4 separate regions of the Mus musculus genome follow, and all the other regions are linked to region 4. Evidence: chromatin contacts called from public HiChIP or PLAC-seq data. All regions are on one chromosome and are shown on one strand. Each heading gives the region's core, a stretch centred on a gene start, on an enhancer-like site or on the middle of the called end of the contact. The rest is flanking DNA. Distances are from core to core; before and after follow the strand shown. Region 1 has its middle 60 kb from the start of Gm40146. Region 2 overlaps Arsj (arylsulfatase J). Region 3 has its middle 71 kb from the start of Arsj. Region 4 overlaps Ank2 (ankyrin 2, brain).

Region 1 (2,928 bases), core at 370-2,869, 870 kb after region 4:
GGAATGAAGAAGTCATGCTCTCAGGTTTGTGAAGATGGTCAGTATGTTTCCTATTGTCAACTACTATCAGGTTCAAGAAACCACAACACTCAACTTCACCCTTCTTCATCACTTATCCAATATTTAATCACATGAGAATATAGAAGCTCATTTTCCTTTCCCTACTTTAAGACAATAGCAAAAACTATAGTGCATGGACAACAAGACCACCTGAAGCTACTGAAGTTTCTTGTCATTCCTTCTGTCTCATCCTAATTCCTGAAACTCCCTTTTTTCACTCATTGACTTCATGGCACATCTTATCTTGCATTTGTCCCTAATACTCTACCTGGAAATGTAAAGTGTCCCATTATTGTAGAATGTATTCTTCAAGGTACTTACTGATCTGGCACTACTTCAGATGTTCTGGGAAGATGCTGTATTCTACCAGATGCGATTTTTCTTTACAAATCCTGAGAAATTCTGGATTCTAGAAATGTTGAGAGCCAAAGATTTTATATAGATTGATGCCCTTTATTTACAAAACAAACTAAACAGACTTGCTAAGAATAAGGCTATGGCTGTTGCCTAAAACCACCACTTCTTTCCCTTATGCATTCACTCTTCCTTGAAATGCTTAGTCTTCCTCTAACCTATGATTGACCCACACATCCTGCCCAGGATTTACTCTTTAAGAAAACTGGCCCTTCTGTTCATGATATTTGCATACACATCTTAAAGGTATGATCTCTGTCCTTAATGTTTTTACTAATTCTGATTTGTTAGAATAGATTTACCATGCAAGGTGAAGATTTGAGTTTAGATTCCCAGGATCCTCATGACAAGCTCAGTGTGGCAGTGTATACTGTAATCCATCAAGACAAGTCACTCGCTGGGCCTTGCTAGCCAGCCAGACTAGCACAAGAGGCTAGCTTCTGATCCAGCGAGAAATCCTGTCTCAAATAATAAGAACAACTGTTGAAAGCTCCAAGATAGACTTCTTCTGCCTACAGGCACGAACATACATTTCATTTGTATCAGCACCCACCTGAACACTCACACCCTAACTAAAGAAAAATAAAGCAACTATCCTGTACTATTAGCATAAGGCAATCTTAAATTTTCTCACGTCATGCTATAGCAATTGCTCAGAGGAGGAAGACAGTGGGCAATGGAACAAACAGTGACTAGGATAATGTATTTTTGCCTACATGTCTCCCAAGGACTGCTCCTGAGAAAATCAAGTGGGTTTTAAAGTTATCTGGCATTATGGCTCCATCAAGTGGCAAAGTCGACAAGAAACTTTGGTAAATTTCTTAGTTCGAAAAATGCCTTGTTTAGTTTTTATGCTGCAGTTTTTCTCGGGGTCAAATCAAGTTCTAGACTGCTGCCAAATTTCTCCTTATGTGTGAGCCTCCCCTGAGTTCTTTTCAATTTGGTAATTCTGAGCATTTCATCTATGAACAGATACTATAGATTTTTGTGGGTGGACATGGGAGAAATCCTATTGTTTACACTTGGATTCTTTGAATACCTGTAAGCTTCCATTTGCCAGTGGATGTGTTATGGCTGGGCTTCAGATCCTTAATGACCTGTAGCCAGAGGCATCAACCCCATGGCATCTGGCTTTCCCCGGGTGGTTGCTCATATGAAGCGTTTGGTATGCACACGGCATTACTCAGAGCAACAGACTGAGGCAGAAAGGCTAAGAGAGGAAGCACAAAATGCAGGTCTGTTTTTTTCTGAACTTAATTCCCAAAGGAACATTGCTTCACTTTCCCTGATCTTAGCATCCGTTAGATAATAGCCACTTTGGACAGCCCACTCGGGAGGCTGGATCCTCAGAGTTGTCTTGAAGTTATTCCACAGGTTCCCTTTCTGAAAGGAGTACACCACTATTAGCCCAAGACAATCTGAAATTAATTTACCTTAAAATTGTTTACTCTAAAAATAATAATCTTACTGCAAACAATACAGTTCAGTATGTTCAAGGTAGCATCCGGATGCTACCTACATATATACATCAATTATTAATTCTACAGGCTTTAAAATCTCTTATTAGTTAGAAGTATTGTTGTTTCTATTTTTTTTTAATCTTTGAGAGTTTCCTATATGTAAACAGTGTTTTTGATCATATTCTCTCCCTATCATTCCCCTGTAACTTCCCTGTTTCCTCTTCATGTTCTTTTTCCAACTTAATACACTCTTTTTACAATCCATTTAGTTCATTAATTGCTACTTATGTGACCATAGGTTTAGGGCCATCCACTGAAGTATGGACAACTGGCTATACATATTAAATAAAGTTAAAAATTTAAAATACCATCATGTATTTGACCCACTAATGGACTATTCAGATGATTTAGCTACTCCCATATACATGTGTGGGCAGAACCTTAGATATTAATAATTATAGTAACACCATAGTTTAGAATATCTATATAAGATTTTCTTTATAAAAGTATGAAAAGAGTTGTGAGCTAGCTTATTTTTATCAAAAATAATAATTCCCAGTACATAGACTCCAATCTTGAAAAATATTTTAAGCTATATTTATTAAAATTTGGTTAAACATTTGAATTCCTTTAGCATCAATAGTGCAGATTAACTTTTAAAATATGCAAAGAGTAAACATTGTTGAAACATACTATGAAATAAATCATTAAAAAATAAATAGTACATTCACGTTTTCAGATAATACCATTGCAATAAGAGTGATTTTGCTTTGATCTATAACCAGAAGAGGGCATTAAGTGACTGTCCTAAGAAGAAAACCATTTGTGGAGAGACTGTTTTCCCAGACTAATGTATTACAGCATACAAGAACTACATGCTGAAATATCCTAAAATGTATCAGATGAGAGTCTGCTTTAAGACTGCAGTTTTCTTCCGAACTGAGAATCTCATGAGTGAATGGTTTAGTGTTACAAATAGCACTTTATCTGATTA
Region 2 (2,824 bases), core at 275-2,774, 540 kb after region 4:
GGACCACCACTGTATTGAATGCTTCTATGCTTAAGACACTACTTTATAAAAAACAAAACAACAAAAAAAATAGAGTCTAGTGGGCAAGAGATATATAAAAGTAACAACCAGTGTTTAAAAACTATGGTGGTTTCAATATGCTTGGCCCATGAGAAGTGGCACTATTAGCAATGTAGTCTTAATGGAATAGGTGTGGCCTTTTTGGAGCAAGTGTGTAATTGTGTTGGCAGGCTTTGAGATTCCTTAGTGCTCAAGTTCTGTCCAGTGTAGAAGAAAGCCTCCTTCTGGATGCCTTTGGATCAGGATGTAGAACTCTTATGTCCTTCTCCTGTATCATGGCTGCTTGCAGGCTGCCATGCTTTCTGCCATGATGATAATGTACTGAACCTCTGAAACTTATAAGCCAGCCCTAATTAAATGTTGTCCTTTATAAGAGTTGACTTGGTCATCGTGTCTCTTCACAACAATGAAACCCTAAGACAAAAACTAGAGTTGATTTGGTCATTGTGTCTCTTCACAACAATGAAACCCTAAGTCAAAAACTTATGTGCATTCCAGCAATACAAAGTCTCATCCGTGTTATGACTAATGATCATATATGACTTCATGTTTATCTACATGTATGGAAATTAATATATGTAGTTATAATAAATTCCCTTAAACAGTCATAAGATAATTATTTATATATATATATACACAAACACACACAAACACACACACATATATATATACACACATATATACATATATGTATATATATATATATATCTTCAGACTCCATACCTTGATACAAACTAGTTCCTACATTAAAGATTGGTTGCTTTTCTCTGTAGATATGAACTGATACAGGGAACTGGAGAAGAAGACAGACAATGGCTTACATTTTCAAGGTTAAGTAATATTTCAAACAGGCTTCACTTCTGTGGTTCAAATTCACTTTTCTGATTGATTTAACTGCTTAATTTCACTAATCTGTGGGTCCATCTTGAGAACGCCTTCCTTTTGAGCCTTTGACCTGGCTAGTTCCATAGCAGTCACTCTTTCCTGTGCTTTAGGCTAAAGCCCTCACTTGGTTACCACACTTTCTCCTTTTCTAACCCACCAGCATTTTTAAAAACCTAGAGTCAAAGCTTACAGAGTGTATGCGTGGTGCGGTGGCTGGCTGGTTTAATGATCTTCTGTTTGGCAATTTAAAACATAATAAAAATTTCATTATGATCGGAACTCTGAGCAGAACATTTCTTTTTCAGGCAAACATTGTGAAATTAAGTGTTATGCCACCAGTTGCTGTGGGGATTGTGCTGAGTGGCTCGATGGCACATAACCACATCATCCAGTCGTAGACTGCGGGAGAACTAATTTCTGTTCAGGCTCTGTTCAGCATACTCACTCGTTAGCAGTCCAGCCTCTAAACAGACAGGCCGTTTCTTTTTTAAAAAACCTTCTGTTTAATGTTTCAGATGCACAGGCTCAGATGTGGTGACTCATATTCTCAGCACTGAATCATGTAGCCAAATCTGAGTCAGAGCATAAGGGCCGTTGCAGACCTTCAGCTATCTGAACCTGAGGGAAGTATGTAAACTTGTGAATAACTTCCTGGTCTCAGTGGAGACAGAATTTTTTGTCAGAGCAAGAGAGAACCAGTATGAGACGGTTTTCCTGTTTTATCTTTTCTAAACTTAAAAAGATCTATTAGGACAATCTCAGTCCCATTATTACTTCCCTTAAAAAGATCACAGTGGCCACGTGTGGCATTTAAACAATGGCTTTCAAGCAGCTGCTGTATCTTACTTTATGCTAATTCACTGTGGATTTTTAGGCCATTTGGCAACTACAGCCCGCGCAGGATTAACTATTCCATCAGAATGTGTTTACTTGGCAGCGTATTATCACAGGAATTTTCTTTTTCTCTGAAAGATGAGATAAACACATGAAGCCAAATGGCCTTGTTTAGAGTTGTTCTCCACTTCACATTGTGGTTCTCGTGGATCGGGTTAATGTCACGACACCCCATCCCCTAAGCAGAACTTTCTCTGTGAAAGTTTTAGCTTCTCTTGCTTGTATTCCAAGGTTCTGGGGACCCACCATTAAATAGCATTCTAGCCCATTAGCGCAGCTGTTGGTTTGTTCTCAGTTTGTAACATTGTTGCTATTTTTCTTTCACTATTTTAGTTTTCTTCAACAGGTCCCTTTTCATGTTCAGCAGTGCATTCATAGGACTTAAGGAACAAGGAAGCCAGGTTGGAGGGGTGGCTCGGTGGTTAAGCCTGCCCTTTCAGAGGTCTTGAGTTCAATTCCCAACAACCACATGGTGGCTCACAGCCATCAATAATGGGATCTTATACCCTCTTCTGGTGTGTCTGAAGAGAGCAATGGTGTACTCAAATAATTTTTCTTTTTAAATAAAGGAACCAGGAAACCACGATGAGGCGATGGTAAAATAAAAGTGGCAGACAAGGCTATTTTCATACATGTGCATGGCACCTAATTCTTGCCAGACAGGAGAGAGAAGGAGTGAGCATGAGTAACGGATAGTCACAGATAATCAACAAGCCTTTTCCCTTGGAAGAGTTTGCCCATTATCGCCAATGAAGCTTTTGCCACCTCTACCTAGAAGGGAAAATTGGCCCTCGCTTAGCCTTCTCCAGCTCCTTTGCCAGCATGTGTCTCCAAGGTTCCCCTCCAGACCATGCAGTTGCAAAGGCTTTGTGTTGCTGCTACCAGAGGAAACATTAATGATTCATGTGTTTGCTGGTGTGACAAATTTGAAACTGTTCTAAAGTGTATCATTTCATGAATGAAATGAATTCAAAACGGTTTAATT
Region 3 (3,118 bases), core at 196-2,695, 630 kb after region 4:
CTGAAAAGCATGTCCTCAGCAACCTACTTCCTCAAACAAGGCTTTGCGTACTGATAGCTCTCTCAGCTGTGACGTCATCCACGTCCTAACCCATTAAAGACATGTGATGCCTTCATGATCTAATCACCTTTCAATACCACCACCTCCTAGGGACAAAGCCTTCAACACATGAACCTTAAAAAGAGATTTCATATTCACACCATAAGCAACATGAGGAACCTTGCTATATTAAATGATTCGGTGAGCATTTGTTACAGCAGTGTTGGGAAGTGAATGGTTTAGAGAACAATTATGACAAAGAAGTAGATTCTAAAGAGCAGACTTCAAAGTTTTGGAATCTCAATCTGGCCTTTCTTGGATATGATGCCTCTTCCTTGCCTCTAATTTCAACCACATGTTGGCTGCTTTATGTATGTCATAGATGCCACTTGGTCAAAAAGGGGGTCTAGTATATTCAAACAGATTAGTGGCTCAGGCATGTAGGTTCTCTGGGTGGGGTAGTATGGTCCTTGATGATCACTTGACTGACTACACCAGCAAGTCACCCTGCAGAAACCTCAAAGGAGAAAACAGAGACAGAACACAATTAACCTTTGTAAGTTTAACAAAAAGATCCTCTCACCTCTCTTGTAACAGATTCTTACAGATGACAGTTTATGATGTGACTAGGGAAAGGCTGAGGATGATAAAGTCATAGCTACTAGACACTAGAGAAAGAATGATAACTTGGGTACATGGAAATGAATTCCCTGGACCTTCATGGTTCAGGAGAGGAAATGAAAAATTTTTTCCCCTACTCACTATGGACTCAGGAACTTTTCTCATGAAAGTGAAACAATGTGGTGTCCTGTTTCCAGGCTGTCACCGATTAAATTCAACACAGTGCTGAGTTTATTATCTTTGGCTTGGATTTTTGACTCTAAGTTGATTATCTCCCCTAACCATGCTCACTCAGAAGCTTATTGGAAAGGTAAGCCATTGCCCTGATCTCCTGTCTGCTCCCAGATACATACAGAGGCTCCATCTCTGCAGCTCTGTCTAAATTAATCTGTGGCTACCCATTTGCTGAATACAAAGTAAGATGTCTTTGTAGTGTGACTGCCCTAACTCAATCTCTTCAAAAACACAGGACTAAACTGGACTGAGAATCCCAAGGCATATTAGCCAAGTATGAGGCCATAGCACCGCTAACCTGTCTTCCCAGGGATAAGTGGGACATTATGAACAGTTCCTTTCCAGGGTCAGCTCATGTGTCTCTGACATCAAACTTCTTCCATGCATGTTTTCATTTGTTTCCCTCCTGAAAATGCAGCTTTTTGTACCATTGAAGTTGTTGCCTGAGACCATTCGCATTTAATGAAATTTCTTCAGTGGATCCTGTCCTCCGATGACTGTACAGTTCCCTCCAAAATCACTCTACATGGGTTACTCTGGGGAGTTTCCTGAGAGAGACGTTGACTCATTATTGACACGTCTTCTGTTGGCAGGTTGTAGAAATGTGAGTCATTCCGTTTGAAAAGAATGGTGAGAAATTTGTCCTTGGCTTTAGCTAAAGTCCTGGAAGACATTAGGATTAATCTTAACTCTTGGGCTAGGATGGGTGTAGATGCTAGAATGATCCTTCTAGAACAATACAGAGTCTTTAATCACTTGTTTATCCTGTTAACTGCCTCAGGCCCAAAAGAAAGGTTAAAAGAGATAGTCAAATAAAATACTTCAATTTCTAAATTAAATCGAATGTCCTCCCAAACTCATACATTAAAGCCCCAACCCTTAGAATCCTAAAGCATGATTGGAAATACACTTTTAAAATAGATAACTAATTTAAATAGGGTTACAAAGTAGATCATAATGCTCTATGGCTGTTGTGTTTATTTCAAAACAAAGGACTCAAACACAAACAGAAAAAGCACCATGTGAAGACAACCACCTGTCAGCCAAAGAGAAAGGCATTTAGAAGGAACTTAGACTAATGTTAATATAAGGCCCTAGGTTATGACTAGAAGTTCTTATTTCAATCAGAGATGCAGAGGAAGCGTTTAAAGAAGATCATGTCAGGGCATCCCTTTCTAAACCTGGGAGAAGCCTTAGGAGAAATAGCACCTCTAGTACCTCCGTTTGATCTTGGACTTCTGGACTCCACGACTCAGACATGAAACTTTGTTACTTAATCTACCTGGTCCACGGTACTTTGTTATAGCTGCTATAACAGACAATTCAATGAACATTATTTTATAACATTTGCTATTTATTTCTAGGATCCTTGGGCTTTGGTGTAGATTACTTTATCCAGTGATGAGCAACACTCATTAGATGTGTATGTGGTGAATCAAAAGGATTATCCAAGTCAAATTATTAGGAATGACCAATGAAATAGTAACATATCATATTCATGAAACAACCTGAATGTTATTTTATTTAACTGAATAAATGAAAATGTGGTACATATAGACTATGAAATACCACTTATATGTCAAGAGAAATGAAATAATGAAATTTGTAGGTAAATGGATGTAACTGGAAAATAATAAATTGAGTGAGATAATCCAGATTCAGAAAGGTCAGCACTACATGTTTCCTCTTACCTGTGGTTCTTAGCTTCAAATCTTCAGATATGCATGCATTGATACTGAAGTAACTGCAGAACTCAGGAAAGTAAGACTATACCATGGGGGGAGGTGGGAGGTGCATTAGAGAGGGGAATAATAGGGTGCATGTGATTTGAAGGGGTGAATGGGGAAAATGGGGAGGAGGGCTTTTATTGGAGAAAGCAAAAGGAGATCAATATTAAAGGGAAGGCAGGGAAAATGGCAGACAATACTAAAGATGTCTAAAAAAGCCATTGGCAACCATACGAGTTTTATTCACCTAAAATTACATATAACTTATGTGTATAAAATTATATAAAACATATATATATATATATGTAAAATCCCAGTACTAAGCTATGCTGTGGTGGTGCACACCTTTAATCCCAGCACTTGGAAGGCAGAGGCAGATGGGTCTCTGAGTTCAATACTGTCAGGTGCTCAGCTCCAGTTGGTTCTTCTACAAAACAACTCCTGTATCTAACGTTAAGGAAAAATTTGGAAGATGGTGCTGTGTGTGTTTGTGTGTG
Region 4 (2,918 bases), core at 150-2,649:
TCTTCACTTTTTTTTCCTTCAATTTTAATTTTTTTTTTTTTTGCTGTGTTATCAAAAACTTGAATACTGTGAGAAGTGAATTTTCAGTTGATGAATCAGCATCTTGTTCCCATGGTGATAACACTAATTGAATATATCTATGAGGGCATGTATTAGTTATTGGAAAACAATACAACACTAACAATACATAGCTGCAATGTTGTACAATGGCTGATTTAACTAAATAAAATGTATAAGTGTTAAGTGTTGCAGTGGTGGTTTTGTCCTTCTTTATGACCAGTCTATTTTAGGAGAATCAGAGGTTGTTAAATGAGGTCAACATGAAGCCAACAGAAACACATGAATTACCTTTGTTTTTCCTTTGTGATTTTATTTAATAATATTCTGAGAGGCCAAACGGTAGCATGTGGACTAGCTCACCACAGCCCTGAGGAACTTTTATTCTTACTGTTACTCAACTGGGCAAAACAAGACATTTTTTAATGAATTTTTTTAAATTTTGAGGCTATCTAGTAAATGAAAAGTAGGAGCTTTTAAGGATGTTGAGGGAAGGGAACTGGGGAATCTGATCAGTAACACAGAGGGCAAGGCCACAGGAATTTGATCCATTTATGTATAATGACAGCAGTATGAGACAGACTTTCGGGACAGCAGTAAACCCTGGCATTTCCTTTTTTGTTTTGCAGCCAGAGAACAGGAAATTAAAGGAATATATTCATACAAAGACAAGGCAGGAATATTCAAATTGTAATCCTTTGGAGTGTTTGGGTTTTAAAAAGCAAAACAACAAAATCGCATTATCAATCATTCTCTCTCTCTCTCTCTCTCTCTCTCTCTCTCTCTCTCTCTCTCTCTCTCCCTCCCTCCCTCCGTGTGTGTGTGTGTGTGTGTGTGTGTGTGTGTATGTGTGTGTCCCCTGTCTGTCTTGTATGTCTACAGTGAAAGCAAAAGAAATGCTTAAAACTGAGTGAGTTTATTTAAATCTTACTGCAACATCAATAGGCCAGCTAGATTTGTATTGTCTCTTGTTCATTAACAAGATCTTCTGGGTCTGGGATCACCATAACAACACTAAAGAAAACAGAATATTAAAGTTTGTGCCCTCCCACCCCCAAGTAGCAGTAGATGTGTCCCTGTCATTTGCTTACTGGGCTCTGTTTTCTACTTACTGCAACTCTGGGTTTGCCTGGCACTGGATGTAGAACATTGAATAGCAAGAGAAAATATGAAAATATGGTATCTTCTCATACTTAGCTTCGTGCAAACCCAGTTTTGAAAGTAAGCTTTTGTGACTCATATGCCCTTTTACAAAAATATATTTAGAAGTGGGGCTGAGAGAGCCTCTAATCTAAGGGAAGATGATAGATAGCTTGTAAATGGTCTGTATTAGTCATACAGAGGTGTAAACTCACACACATGCATAGACGCTAAGCATCAATTGGAAATGAGACTGCTCGTGGGAGCCATTCAGTTGATGTCAGCTTGGAGAGCCTGGTTATGGGCAAATGCCAGGCATGAGAATAGGTCAGATGGAAAGAAACTAAACAAATTTTTAATGAAAACCTAAATCAATGCTAATTTTTCTTGAGTGGCAGATTCTCTCGAGATAATCTGCCTGCTTTCATTAAAAAAGCATATTAAAACTTTGTGAAAACTGAATCCATCATCTCTACTTAAAAACAATACTTTCTTTCCCTTGGGTGAGCTGCTATTTCTGAGTCCTATCTACTCACACCAGAATCCAATGACAGTCTTGCAATGTACCACATGAGTAAATAGGTAATACAACGTCATCTCAGGGCAAAAACGATATTTAAGAACATCTTTTAAATAGTTAAGAGAAAAACAGACCCATTTCCCAGGTTCGTTGTTTGTTTTTTACACAAATTAAATTCTTGTTTATACACAGACATTCTCAAATATTAAAAGGCCCCAGCCATTTTCTGTTAGTGCCACACAATGGAGCAAATAGTATATTAAGGTGTACTTAGAATCTAAAGGTGCTTGAGGATATAGTGGTTCTGTGTGTGCACATGTACATACACCCATATATCAACAGTGATATTTCTACTAATTCAATAGAGTGACAGATTCAGCCACTGTGGGATGTTGAATTCAGAGACTACTTGAAAGTTTTAGAGGCAACATGACAAAATAATTAAATGTGTTGTTTATAGTTAAATGTGTGGTTTTGAAGGTTAAATGTGCGGTGTTTTATGGTTAAATGTGTGGTTTTGAGTAAGACCTGGGTTGGAATCCACTCAGCGGGGTTAGCACAAACTCCTTTGTCCTTTGTGAAAGCTAGTTTTTAGAAGACAATTTCCTCACCAGGAAGATAGAACAGTTCTTGCCACATGGACATCATCCTGCAGATGCAGACAAAAGCTACAAGCTATGACCTGATACCACAGAAGCCAGTGTGCCGCAGAATCTTTTTTAATACATATCCACACGTGCTATCAGTCCACACTTGGGATTGAGCAAGCTCAGAGCCAGTGTTAAAGACCTTAATACAATTGCTCTCGATTAGAACGCCAAACCACTTCCCGTGCCAGAATCACTGCCCCACTGTCACGCTCAGCCTGATGTTCAGGGAGGGACTCCAAGAGTTCTTTCTCAATCGGTCTGCATAACAGCTCTTGTTTCCATTCCTTTTTCAAGCTGTACCCACACTCATTTTTTTTTAATGTTTTTTTCTCTCTGAAACTTGACTACAGAATTTAGATAGAGTTGCCAAGTCCCTGCCTGAGGGGCTGTACTCTAAGCAACATGCCTGGCAGAGGAGCCCCAGGGAGGAATTGCTGGGCAGGCTGTCAGGGAGTGGGTATTCACACAATAGTCCTTGTAGTTATCAGATTAAAGTGTGCCCTGCGCCCCTTTCCCTGGGGTGTCTTAAAGAGTCCAGTCTCATCTAGGCC

Evidence for each region. HiChIP or PLAC-seq counts read pairs in DNA pulled down with a chosen protein or histone mark.
Region 1: a contact with region 4 is called in an H3K27ac HiChIP or PLAC-seq map of embryonic fibroblasts, with 10 times the contacts expected there. The contact joins two enhancer-like sites. A contact is called at or near these places in 1 of 15 datasets of contacts at CTCF or cohesin (pro-B cells), 2 of 484 Hi-C or Micro-C datasets (embryonic fibroblasts and ventricular fibroblasts) and 1 of 115 datasets of contacts at active chromatin or transcription factors (embryonic fibroblasts).
Region 2: an H3K27ac HiChIP or PLAC-seq map of the NIH/3T3 cell line shows a contact between it and region 4, with 4 times the contacts expected there. The contact joins two enhancer-like sites. A contact is called at or near these places in 1 of 39 promoter capture datasets (hippocampal neurons), 1 of 15 datasets of contacts at CTCF or cohesin (the NIH/3T3 cell line), 2 of 484 Hi-C or Micro-C datasets (embryonic fibroblasts and olfactory sensory neurons), 4 of 115 datasets of contacts at active chromatin or transcription factors (the NIH/3T3 cell line, astrocytes, embryonic fibroblasts and 1 more) and 1 of 9 other capture datasets (adipose tissue).
Region 3: a FOXA1 HiChIP or PLAC-seq map of pancreatic cancer cells shows a contact between it and region 4. The contact joins two enhancer-like sites. A contact is called at or near these places in 2 of 115 datasets of contacts at active chromatin or transcription factors (embryonic fibroblasts and pancreatic cancer cells).

The regions. Positions count from the first base shown.
Region 1 is chr3:126,044,877-126,047,804 of GRCm38.p6, reverse strand. No RefSeq gene overlaps it. Among named protein-coding and RNA genes, the nearest start is that of Gm40146, 60 kb to the left of the region's middle. Within about 2 kb of position 1,619, at least 19 of the 459 cell types and tissues checked have an H3K27ac peak or open chromatin away from gene starts, as enhancers often do. A contact at or near this core is called in embryonic fibroblasts, where this site is marked.
Region 2 is chr3:126,383,866-126,386,689 of GRCm38.p6, reverse strand. All of the region lies in intron 1 of Arsj (arylsulfatase J), which reads right to left. Among named protein-coding and RNA genes, the nearest start is that of Gm35408, 5.0 kb to the right of the region's middle. Within about 2 kb of position 1,524, at least 131 of the 459 cell types and tissues checked have an H3K27ac peak or open chromatin away from gene starts, as enhancers often do. A contact at or near this core is called in the NIH/3T3 cell line, astrocytes and embryonic fibroblasts, where this site is marked.
Region 3 is chr3:126,290,803-126,293,920 of GRCm38.p6, reverse strand. No RefSeq gene overlaps it. Among named protein-coding and RNA genes, the nearest start is that of Arsj, 71 kb to the left of the region's middle. Within about 2 kb of position 1,445, at least 47 of the 459 cell types and tissues checked have an H3K27ac peak or open chromatin away from gene starts, as enhancers often do. A contact at or near this core is called in embryonic fibroblasts and pancreatic cancer cells, where this site is marked.
Region 4 is chr3:126,918,937-126,921,854 of GRCm38.p6, reverse strand. It overlaps Ank2 (ankyrin 2, brain), which reads left to right. Exons shown (of 48, transcript NM_001327938.1): 48 at 1-248. Among named protein-coding and RNA genes, the nearest start is that of Gm25501, 85 kb to the left of the region's middle. Within about 2 kb of position 1,399, at least 46 of the 459 cell types and tissues checked have an H3K27ac peak or open chromatin away from gene starts, as enhancers often do. A contact at or near this core is called in the NIH/3T3 cell line, astrocytes, embryonic fibroblasts and 1 more, where this site is marked.